3 separate regions of the Mus musculus genome follow, and all the other regions are linked to region 1. The links are chromatin contacts, called in public Hi-C and promoter capture Hi-C maps. All regions are on one chromosome and are shown on one strand. The core of a region is the stretch at or near the end of the contact, and the rest is flanking DNA. Distances in the headings are between cores, read along the strand shown. Region 1 holds the start of Dcun1d5 (DCN1, defective in cullin neddylation 1, domain containing 5 (S. cerevisiae)). Region 2 holds the start of Alkbh8 (alkB homolog 8, tRNA methyltransferase). Region 3 holds the start of Cwf19l2 (CWF19-like 2, cell cycle control (S. pombe)).

Region 1 (3,204 bases), core at 377-2,876:
TTACAAAAAAGATTAGGATGAAGCAAGTCACCTTCATAGTTTAAGCAGTCCATTCTTCACTGCATCTCTCCTTAAAGGGAAATCTCCTTTGTCTAGTGCAGCCTGTCTTTTTTTTTTAATTAGATATTTTCTTCATTTACATTTCAAATGCTATCCCAAAAGTCCCCTATACCCCCCCCCCCCCAGGCCTGCTCCCCAACCCACACACTCCCACTTCTTGGCCCTGGCTTTACCTGTACTAAGGCATATAAAGTTTGTTAGACCAAAGGGCCTCTCTTTCCAGTGATGGCCAACTACGCCATCTTCTGCTACCTATGCAGTTAGAGACATAGGTTCTGGGGGTACTGATTAGTTGATATTGTTGTTCCAGGCTGTCTTGTTGTAATGGTAGTATTTGTCACTTTAAGTGTCGACCATTAATACAAAAACAACTCAAAGTGTATGGGAAGAAGCCCACTTCTCAAAGCTAAATCGCAATGACTTTCTGAGGAATGAATCTGTGATGATTGAGTATATGCCACAAAGCGAGTAAAGGGCTCTAACTTACAGTTCTGCTTTGTTTTCTTTTCCCCTAAGAGAACATGGAGCACAATAGCTTGCTAACGCCTAAAAGGAGGTTGAGAGCTACCAGCGTCTTAATGCCAGAAAACAAAAACCACAAGGGCCTTTTCCAATTAAGTGTACGGAACTGGTACAGGTGAAGTGGAGGCATTGGTGCGTCCAGAAGCCTAGGCTCCAGCGATTTAAAAGGCCTCCTGCTGGGATCGTCCAGGTTAGGCCACTTTAAATGCTAACTCGGGAGACCAATTATAGCAAAGGCTTTCTTTCCATCATTCCCAAGGCAGCTGTCAAAACTCTTCAAGCTCTGCTCCTTTTTTCACACTCTGACATTTAACAATGTGGGGACCAAGCCAATTCTGCTCGATTTAGTGTGACACAAGGACGCCGTGAATCTTGGCAGATCCGCGCTCACTTCTCGGTTGGGAAATTTGATGGAGAATGCATACGTACGGTCGTCTGTTTCCTACCCTCTGGGCACGCAGACAACAAAGTGGGACGAATCTCAGAGCTTGTCCAAGTACGACAGAGAGCACGTACAGGCGAACACGCGGTTCGGTCCCGCGCGGAGCGGAGACTGGGCGCCTCACCGACCGCCTCGCCTGAGAGGGCTCGCCCCTCTCCTCCCGGCTAGCGGCCTGTCCGGCCCCGGGGGAAGGAGAGAGCCAGCGGGGTGGGGACAGGCAGTACCTGGGGATTTTACACTTTTTGAGGCCCGCGTCTTCCGCGACCGCCGCTGCCACTCCGGGAGCTTTTCTCTTCTTCTTCACTGGCATCTTCCGCCTTCCCCGGCAAGGTAGACAGGGCGGCCGGGGAGGGGTATCGCGCTCCGCCGCAGGCCCCGCAGCGCCGGCTCCCGCCTGCCGGGGACCGCAGCGGAGGCCCGAGGCGCGACCCCGCCCCGGGTCTCCTCTTTAGGGGCGGTTCCGGGCAGCGCAGCGCTAAGGCCGGCGGTGTCGCGGCTCGGGCTTTTCCAGGAGCAGCGAACGCCGACAGCGCGGCACCTACAGTAGCAGCGAAGAGCAGGCGGCTTAGCCTGACCCGGAAGCGGATGGCTCTGGACCGGAAGTGACGTAGAAAGGAAGCTCGCAGGGCCTGGAGCGGTCTCTCTACTTTGGGATTTTTTGTCTCTGCAGGTGGAGCCTGAATCTCCGGAGATTTTCTGGCGGGTTTCCAGCGGGAAGTCCTTTCTAGAAATCATAAACGCTCCACAGCTGGCGAGCGAAGTAATCTGGTGAGGAGCCATGCGTGAGTGTGCCCACTCCTGACGTGCAACCGCTCCAGTTTTTTCGGGTGTTCTTGGTGGGCCTGAGATCAACTTCTCGCGCTCCTTGTCCTTTTCTCCCTCATGCTCAGGGTCAGTTTATGGCTTCCTCCTGTGCTGAGGCAACGCCTCCATGTTTTACTTCTGAGGAACTCTCCTCTTGGATAAGAGACTGGGAAACGGACTGACTTATTACAGAGGATTTGGGGAACTGTTCTAATGGGCTGCTCTCAAGAAACAGTAATCACGTCACTTCTAATGGAAATACTGCTTATAAGAAAGGTTTGCTAGGTAAAATTATCTCATAGAAGATTCTTAGTGAATGAAGTCCATGTTTGTAACCCAACTGTGACAGAAGACTGTTTCTTTAAATTCTATCCCTGTGGTTCTGTGACTGCATCGTGGGACCCTAATCTAGTCAAGGAGAAAGAAAAAAACCGGTTGTTGTAATGAGTCCTGGATACATAATATGCCCTGGAATTCACAAGTTTCCTGAGAGAGGACACTTCAATGTTTGGTGCATATAGTTAATGTTTTTTTAACAGTGAACATAATGTTCAAACCTATAACCCATTCGACTCTATTATAAACAATGCACGAAACATTGTTTTTACATGAAAATTATAAAATGTAAGCTCTAAAACAGAACTCCCTACAGGAAGTAGACAACTGAAAGATGAAGGGTTTTTTTTTTGTTTGTTTGTTTTATATATGTATTTATTGTGGGGGCACTTGTGTGCCAGTGCTGGGATGACAACTTGAAAGTTCATTTTCTCCATCAATCTTGTCACTCTTGAGGTGGAACTCAGGTTGTGAGACTTGGGAAGGGACATTATGTCTGTGTACAGAAAAGCACCTAGTTATGTGATTTAATTTTTTCTGCTGCTCGTGATAGTTCTTGATTTTCTATATAGTAAATAATGAGAAGCTATGAGGGTGCTGAGTTCTTTGTTATGTGGTCTAATTTTCTTTGACTAAGTCACAAGAAGGAAAGGAAAGGAAGTAGTATTAAAACAAAAGGGTATTCTGGTTTAGATCCTAAGGTACTCATCAACTTTATGAAGAAAAATCTTAAAAATGCATTTTAGCCGTCTGTTAGTAGAGTGGCACAACATAAACAGATTAAGCACACAAGGCTGAAACAGGTCTATTCATTTGACAGTTTGATGATTTGCATATTTCTTAGGTTTAAGGATTGTAGAATGAAGAAATGGAAAACAGAACTTTTAAAATAGTTATATCTGAATTAATGTAGCCAAAAATAGTCCCAGAGATGTGCTAAGTATATATATATATATATATATATATATATATATATATTCATATTCAGTATAGTTTATATTTTTCCTTACAGCTTTAAAAATAGGACTTTTCTACACTTG
Region 2 (3,204 bases), core at 339-2,838, 3.8 Mb after region 1:
GGAGTAAGGTCACTATTAAATAGGATACTAGCCATCGCAGTTAGTTGTTCAGTTGCCTTCAGTCTGAGCAAATTCTCTGTTGGTAAGACGAGAACAAAGAAATAAAGGCTCTGCTACTAGTAAACTCTCAATATATCTTGTTGGATAGTACCCCAAGTACCAACTGTACTGTATCCGTGTCTGAGTTAGAAAATAGAGCTGTGGCTAGAGAGATGACTCTGGTTATATGTACTAGCTGCTCTTCCAGAGGACCCGGGTTCAAGTCCTAGCACCCACATAGTAATTCAAACCATTCACAACTCCAGTTCCAGATCTCACTCCTTCTTCTGGCATGTAGGTGGTATATAGATACACATGCAGGTGATACATGTCTTTTGAATTAATAAGCTATCCAAATTACATTATCTATTTAAAAAGAAAGCAGAGTTAAACATTAAGACTTAGAAAAAAATTACCGTTTCTGAATTACACACTCTATTTTTTCTTACACTCATTGTTTGTTATCTTCTGTAAGTGAATAGAAAGTTAAGTACATGAAGTAGTGATTTTGTCTGTATTATTCACCGGGTAGTACACAGCACTTAAACAGGATGTGATATGTAGTAGCGACTCATTAAATATACATATTTAAATAAACCTAAGCAGAATTTGCCATTTTAGCTATTAAACTCCGTAATTCTAATTTTGGCAGCCATCTTCAGCGATTTCCGTAACACCCACCGAGTGAGTATCCCAATTATCTGCATGTGTTGGAGTCAGAAACTCTCGTCTACAATCTTGGGTACCTGCTAAACAGCTAGAGACAAACGTTAAACGAAATCATCAAAACCACAGTCTGACACTACTTGACCCCAGAAGCAGAAGGACTGATCAAGAAAAAAATATAAGGCAGATGTGGGCCAAGAGTGCCTTGCATATCCGTGCTTCACAGAATTGATGCTTGCTGAAAAACGACTAAAAGCAAGGGTTGGTCTTCAACCCCTATGGCAGCTAATACAGACACCGCTAGGCATCCATCATATGCCAAACATAAGGACATTAGATCCTACCAGGGTTCCCAACGGCCTTACCTCCCCAACCCATAAACTGCACTCTTCGCGGTCTGAGTCGGCCCATGCTGGTCAGGACAGAGCAGACAGGGAGCTGAAAGGAGTAAGCCAGGATTTGCGATCCTCCATATCCCCAGGCCCCAATCAGGTGGCGTACACTTTTCTCTCTCCTCACCAGAAATGTTCACCTCCCAGCTGCTTTGTCAATCGCCAGCCTTCCCCGGTGCAGCCTGACCACCTATGCTCTGACACCCTTTCAACCGGACGCCGCCATGTTGCAGACAATAGTACTACATTTCCCATGAGTCCCTGGGGCTACCACAACCCCCTTCGGGACTCAAATTCTTTGTTGACCCTTTCTCCGCCAAATGTCTGTAAACTGCTGCTTGAAACAGAAAATTTGGCTGCTTTATTTGGGTGAATAGTAATCGTTGGAATAGGACCTACAACTATCACGTTACTAAATGCTAAACATTTGATCTTATACTCACAAATAACTGTAGTCTTAAGGGAACTTACCTGTGTAAACCACACCAATCGAAATGCAGAGCTGTAGAGTTCAGTCTCAACTGACATCTACAGCACAACTCCTATACCTCAGGCTTAGAACACTGCAGAGAAAATGGAGGTGGAGAAACGGAAGTTTACTGTGAATTGTGTCTCCTGGGAACATCAGAAGCCACACCCATAAAGTCTCTCTAGTGTGACTGCCTATACTGAACTGAACAAAGACAATGAAAACGGTTGTGTTTGTGTGGTCAGGCAAAGAGTCGAGAACGTCTAAACCCTACACAAAGAACAATATGCAAATAAGGAATTCTGAGAGCAAGAGAAATACTTTTCTCCAGGGAAGAGCACGCCAATTGTTTATCCAACAATGAATGATCAGCCTGAAAACACTTAAATACAAGAAACATTGTACAATTTGTATTAATGTATGTATGTACAATTAATAATAAAAGAGGTGATGAATTTGAAAGAGCAAGGACGATGGGTATAGGAGAGGGTTTGGAGGTAGGAAATGCAATGAGTAAATTATAATATAATCTAAAAAACCAGAAAGAGTAGAAACTCTAAAACAGAAGAAACTGGATCTACTTCAGGAAAGATATTTCAAAGTAAAGTTTAAATGGCAGAAAAATTAAAGACAATAATTATATCCCTATTATGAGATTGACTCATGACAAAAAAACAGTAACAGTATTGTTTTTAATTTGTAGTATTTACTCAACTCCACATTGTTAGGCCTCAAAGAAAGAGGGACAAATCACTGACTGAAGTGCCTACTAAAACATCAATGCAAATACTTGCAGCTCTCTGCAACATTACTCAGTACCTGTTGCTCCTCCCAGCACTGCTCACCTCTCCCCTTCCCCTAAACCTTTCCATCTCAGGGACTAACTTTCTGCTTCTTCCCTTCCCGACTTATTGATCTCCATATAACATAGCTATTTTGGACACTGGGTCTCTTGGCCTATTGGCTCCTATCTGGTTCTACTCCTGGCTCTTTCTTGGTACACTTGCATCCCTCTCTTCTCTCTTACCCCCTCCCAACCCCCCAAAGCCAAGCTCTGTCTGTTGGCCATGTTCAGTATAAACACTTCCAGATGTTTCTGGCTATTCTCTCCCTCATATCTACAATAAACCTCCTCTTCAAAACATACCTTGGGGCAGTCATGTTGTTTGATTTTTCCTATGAAGACTTGGGAACCAGATGCTGGGAAGAAAGCCTGCTAGCTCTGCGAGGCAGAGAAAGTACCCAGTTGACCTTCCTCCTCAGCCAATGTCCCAGAAGGAATACCCCTTAAAAAATGCCCACCTTAAAAAAAATCTTTTTTAAACTGAATTTTCTTCCTTCTTACTTCCTGTGTGTCTCTCTATCCATCCTTCTGACATACTCTTACTCTCTTTGGTTCTTTTCTCAATAATTCTATAGTCATTTCTTGTCAAGTGGTTGCTTTCTCTAACTCTTGACTTTATTTAATCCTGTTTACACTACTCAGACAGAAAGCTCTTGCATTAAAAGTATGTGCTAAGACTGAGCCACACCACCACCACCACAACAAAAAATTTCCAGTAAATCACATAATCTCAAGGTACACACAGTATGATTAAATATCCTTCAACATAGTCATGTTCTCATTTGTTTTTCATC
Region 3 (3,204 bases), core at 202-2,701, 3.8 Mb after region 1:
TTGGGTACAAATCACACACAGTATTCAGTACAAGACTAACATATATCCTCTTTTCTCTCTGTCTCAAATAGGATTTGGAATCACTTTAACCTTCATTGTCACTGTGGCTAGTTCTTTAGACTTTCCCAAAAGTTATAAATCTGACCTTTTTCCATGCCTTCAAAATAGACAGTGCCAATACAATTGACTCAGAAAAGTTATCCTCTTAAAAAGAAAGAACCATATGGCTAATTTCTAGTCAGCAGTCAACAATAGTAATACAATGCAAGAAGTTTCTTCTGCTTTCTCATCCATCTGTCAAAATTCCTAAGCTGACTTTGGTCCTTATCAAACTGTATGTAGATTTGTCTAAAATTCTTCACAGCTGACAAAGAGTTTCTTCCAAAAACTGTTTGAAATATCAAACAGACAGTCATTATGATTATTCATTATATCTATTTTGAAATCAGCCAATATTCATGATGCTTTATCTGACCAAGACTAACTGCCCACCCATCCCCTTAAAATGTGACTGAAGGAAGGCATTACTCATTCTTCCTATTTATTTTCTACTCTCTATATGCATTTAAACTTATTTAAAATTCTTTTATCATAAAACAAAAAACCCAAAACATAGTCACGGAACATTCCGTTGTTCAACTACAAATTCATCTTTTTCACTGTCACAATTAATCAGGAATAACTGTCAATAACTGTTCAATAATTTACTTCTTCCGTTTTTATAAACTCCATACATTTCAATGTTAATGAGAATTCTGTTTCCAAAACCTGGGGTCGGGGAGCACATATTCTGAGTCTCTTATGCTAAAACAGTGTTTCAATCAGTAAAGGCTGGCCTAAGCCTGGAGTTGAAAGGAAAACGTGGAGGAAACACCAACGTATTCAAATGTGTCCTACTTCCAATAAGCCGGGGCAATGACTCATGCTTCGAATTAACTGGTAAGAAGAGTCCTCGGATGTGACACTGGACACAGAAACTGAGCAATCCAGGCGGCTGAAATATCAAGAGTGCTTAAAAACTAAGGAAACTGGAAGGAAACCAATCAATCTTTTTGCGGAGAGAAATAGCAAATGGAGCCGGTCCGAGCGTTTAGAAGACAACTGCATTGGAAAAAGACCAAAATCAGACAAGGTGAGATACCGAAGTAACGAGAGAAGTGAGTGGACTATCTCCCAGGATTCTCAAGTCCTACAACTTTTAAATAACATTCCGAAACCGTAAGATTTATAAAACGAAAGTATTTCAAGAACTAAATCTCGGAAAGCGATTACCTAGCATGCAGAAGCCCTTAGTACAACCCCAGTTTTAAAAAGGAAGAAAGAAAATTCTCCAAAGCCGGGATACCTGGCGTAACACCTCGGCCCTGGCATTACGGGTCTGTTCTTTTCGCTCTTCGATACTGCTAGCACTTTCAAATCTTACACTAAACGCCTCCATAGTTGTTGCCGTCGAAAAGCAAGGACGCCGTCGGGAAACCTCGGTTTACGACTGTCGTAATTTAGAAACCGAATCTGCATTTCAAAATAGTAGGGAAGGGGCGTTACTATGCCAACAGAGCAGGCGCAGTTCCGAATGTTTCGCCTGTGAAAGGTTCAGCGGAAACTTGTAGCCTGCTGGAGAGTTGATCTTTCAGATGTACTAGGTTCGCTAAGCGCTGAGTTAATATAAACATGCGTTATTATGAGCCCTGCGATATATTAACTCATTTCTCAATAGGACTCTTAAAACACTCCAGTAAGCTAGAAGTTACTTACTTCCCCCTTCTTGCCTGACTTCCTGTGACTGTGCATCAACCTGAAGGGAACCTGATCAGAAAGTCAGAACGTGGGGGGAAAAGGGAAAAACAAAAATTGCTCTTAAGAATCAGTATAGGGGCTGGAGAGATGACTCAGTGGTTAAGAGCACTGACTGCTCTTCCAGATGTCCTGAGTTCAATTCCCAGGAACCACGTGGTGGCTCACAACCCTCTGTAATGGGATTGAACGCCCTCTTCTGGTGTGTCTGAAAACAGTGACAATGTACTCATATAAGTAAAATAAGTAATTAAAAAAAAAAGTTCAGTATTTTTCTTTGATGGGTGTCTTGAAATATATTTAAAACTGGGGTAGAGAGATGGGTCAGTGATTTAGGTGCTAACTGTTCTTGCAAAGGACCTAAGGCCACATCCAGGAACTCACAGGGATCATCAAAACCATCTCTAGCTCCATTTCCAGGAGATCTCCCTCTTCTGGCCTCCACAGGCATTGCAACTACATGATGACATAACACTCATTAAATAAATAAATAAATAAATAAATAAATAATTCTTAATTATTTGGAGGTCAAGACTTGGTGTTGCACAAGCCTGGGTGCAGGAAGAGTCCTCATCACCCAGAAGAAAGATGCCTTGGTTGTGTGGTTATCTCTCATAAAGAAAAAACAGTGACCTCTGTTGTATTTATTGCATCTTGCATAATTAAGTCTCTGTATCAAAAGACTAGCCCCATCTGTGCTTCATTTGATTCGCCCACTAGGATAGAAACAGGAAAGTTGAAATAAGCCATTTCTATCTCCTTTTGCCCATATCAACTCAGCAAATTTAAGATGACAAACTTGAATGGTTACAACCCCTTTATTTGATTCATTATGTTTGTGAGGCAGCACTCCAGTTTGTGCATCTGAAGCAAGGATAACCAGCCAATTCAGAGTTGATAGGAAGGGCTAATATACCTGCCCACGCATTACCAAAGGCACTCAAAAAGACTTGCCATGAAATATTGAAGGCTAAACGCACTGATGATTTTCGAAAACCTTGCTTCTCCGTAGGGAGAGCTTTGAAATTTCTTTTGTTGTTGTTGTTGTTGTTGTTGTTGTTGTTGTTGTTGAGAAGCAATACTCATGAGTCCTTGTACCAAAAAGAGTCAAAAGAAATAAAAATATCAAGAAACTAATAACCAGATTTTGTTTCTTTCTCTCTTATCTTCTCATCCAAAGATACAATGGTGATGAGAGGACGGACTGATATTGTTATATCTAAGGTAGAGTAGACAGTCATACCCTGGCTAATAGTGAGGAGCAGACTGTATCCACATTCATTCTACAGGGCCTGCTCTGCTCCATCTGTGTAAAGAAAACCACAGGTAAGGCCTAAGCCCTGCTAGACACTAAAATGTCCTCTGTGAGGACAGTCTAGGTGCAGACATGCTGAAATCTGGCCTTCTAGT

The links. Promoter capture Hi-C pulls out the DNA fragments that hold promoters and counts their contacts. A called contact is a pair of places that touch in the nucleus more often than the background predicts.
Region 2: a contact with region 1 is called in a promoter capture Hi-C map of erythroid cells, with 10 times the contacts expected there. The contact joins the promoter of Alkbh8 here to the promoter of Dcun1d5 in region 1. A contact is called at or near these places in 2 of 39 promoter capture datasets (erythroid cells and pre-B cells).
Region 3: a Hi-C map of CD4 T cells shows a contact between it and region 1, with 4 times the contacts expected there. The contact joins the promoter of Cwf19l2 here to the promoter of Dcun1d5 in region 1. A contact is called at or near these places in 1 of 39 promoter capture datasets (pre-B cells) and 1 of 484 Hi-C or Micro-C datasets (CD4 T cells).

What each region holds. Positions count from the first base shown.
Region 1 is chr9:7,182,927-7,186,130 of GRCm38.p6, reverse strand. Dcun1d5 (DCN1, defective in cullin neddylation 1, domain containing 5 (S. cerevisiae)) reads right to left here and starts at 1,626. Exons shown (of 8, transcript NM_029775.3): 1 at 1,249-1,626. The coding sequence starts at 1,334.
Region 2 is chr9:3,333,615-3,336,818 of GRCm38.p6, reverse strand. It overlaps Alkbh8 (alkB homolog 8, tRNA methyltransferase), which reads right to left and starts at 1,588. Exons shown (of 12, transcript NM_026303.1): 1 at 1,569-1,588.
Region 3 is chr9:3,402,332-3,405,535 of GRCm38.p6, reverse strand. Cwf19l2 (CWF19-like 2, cell cycle control (S. pombe)) reads right to left here and starts at 1,451. Exons shown (of 18, transcript NM_027545.2): 1 at 1,346-1,451. The coding sequence starts at 1,438.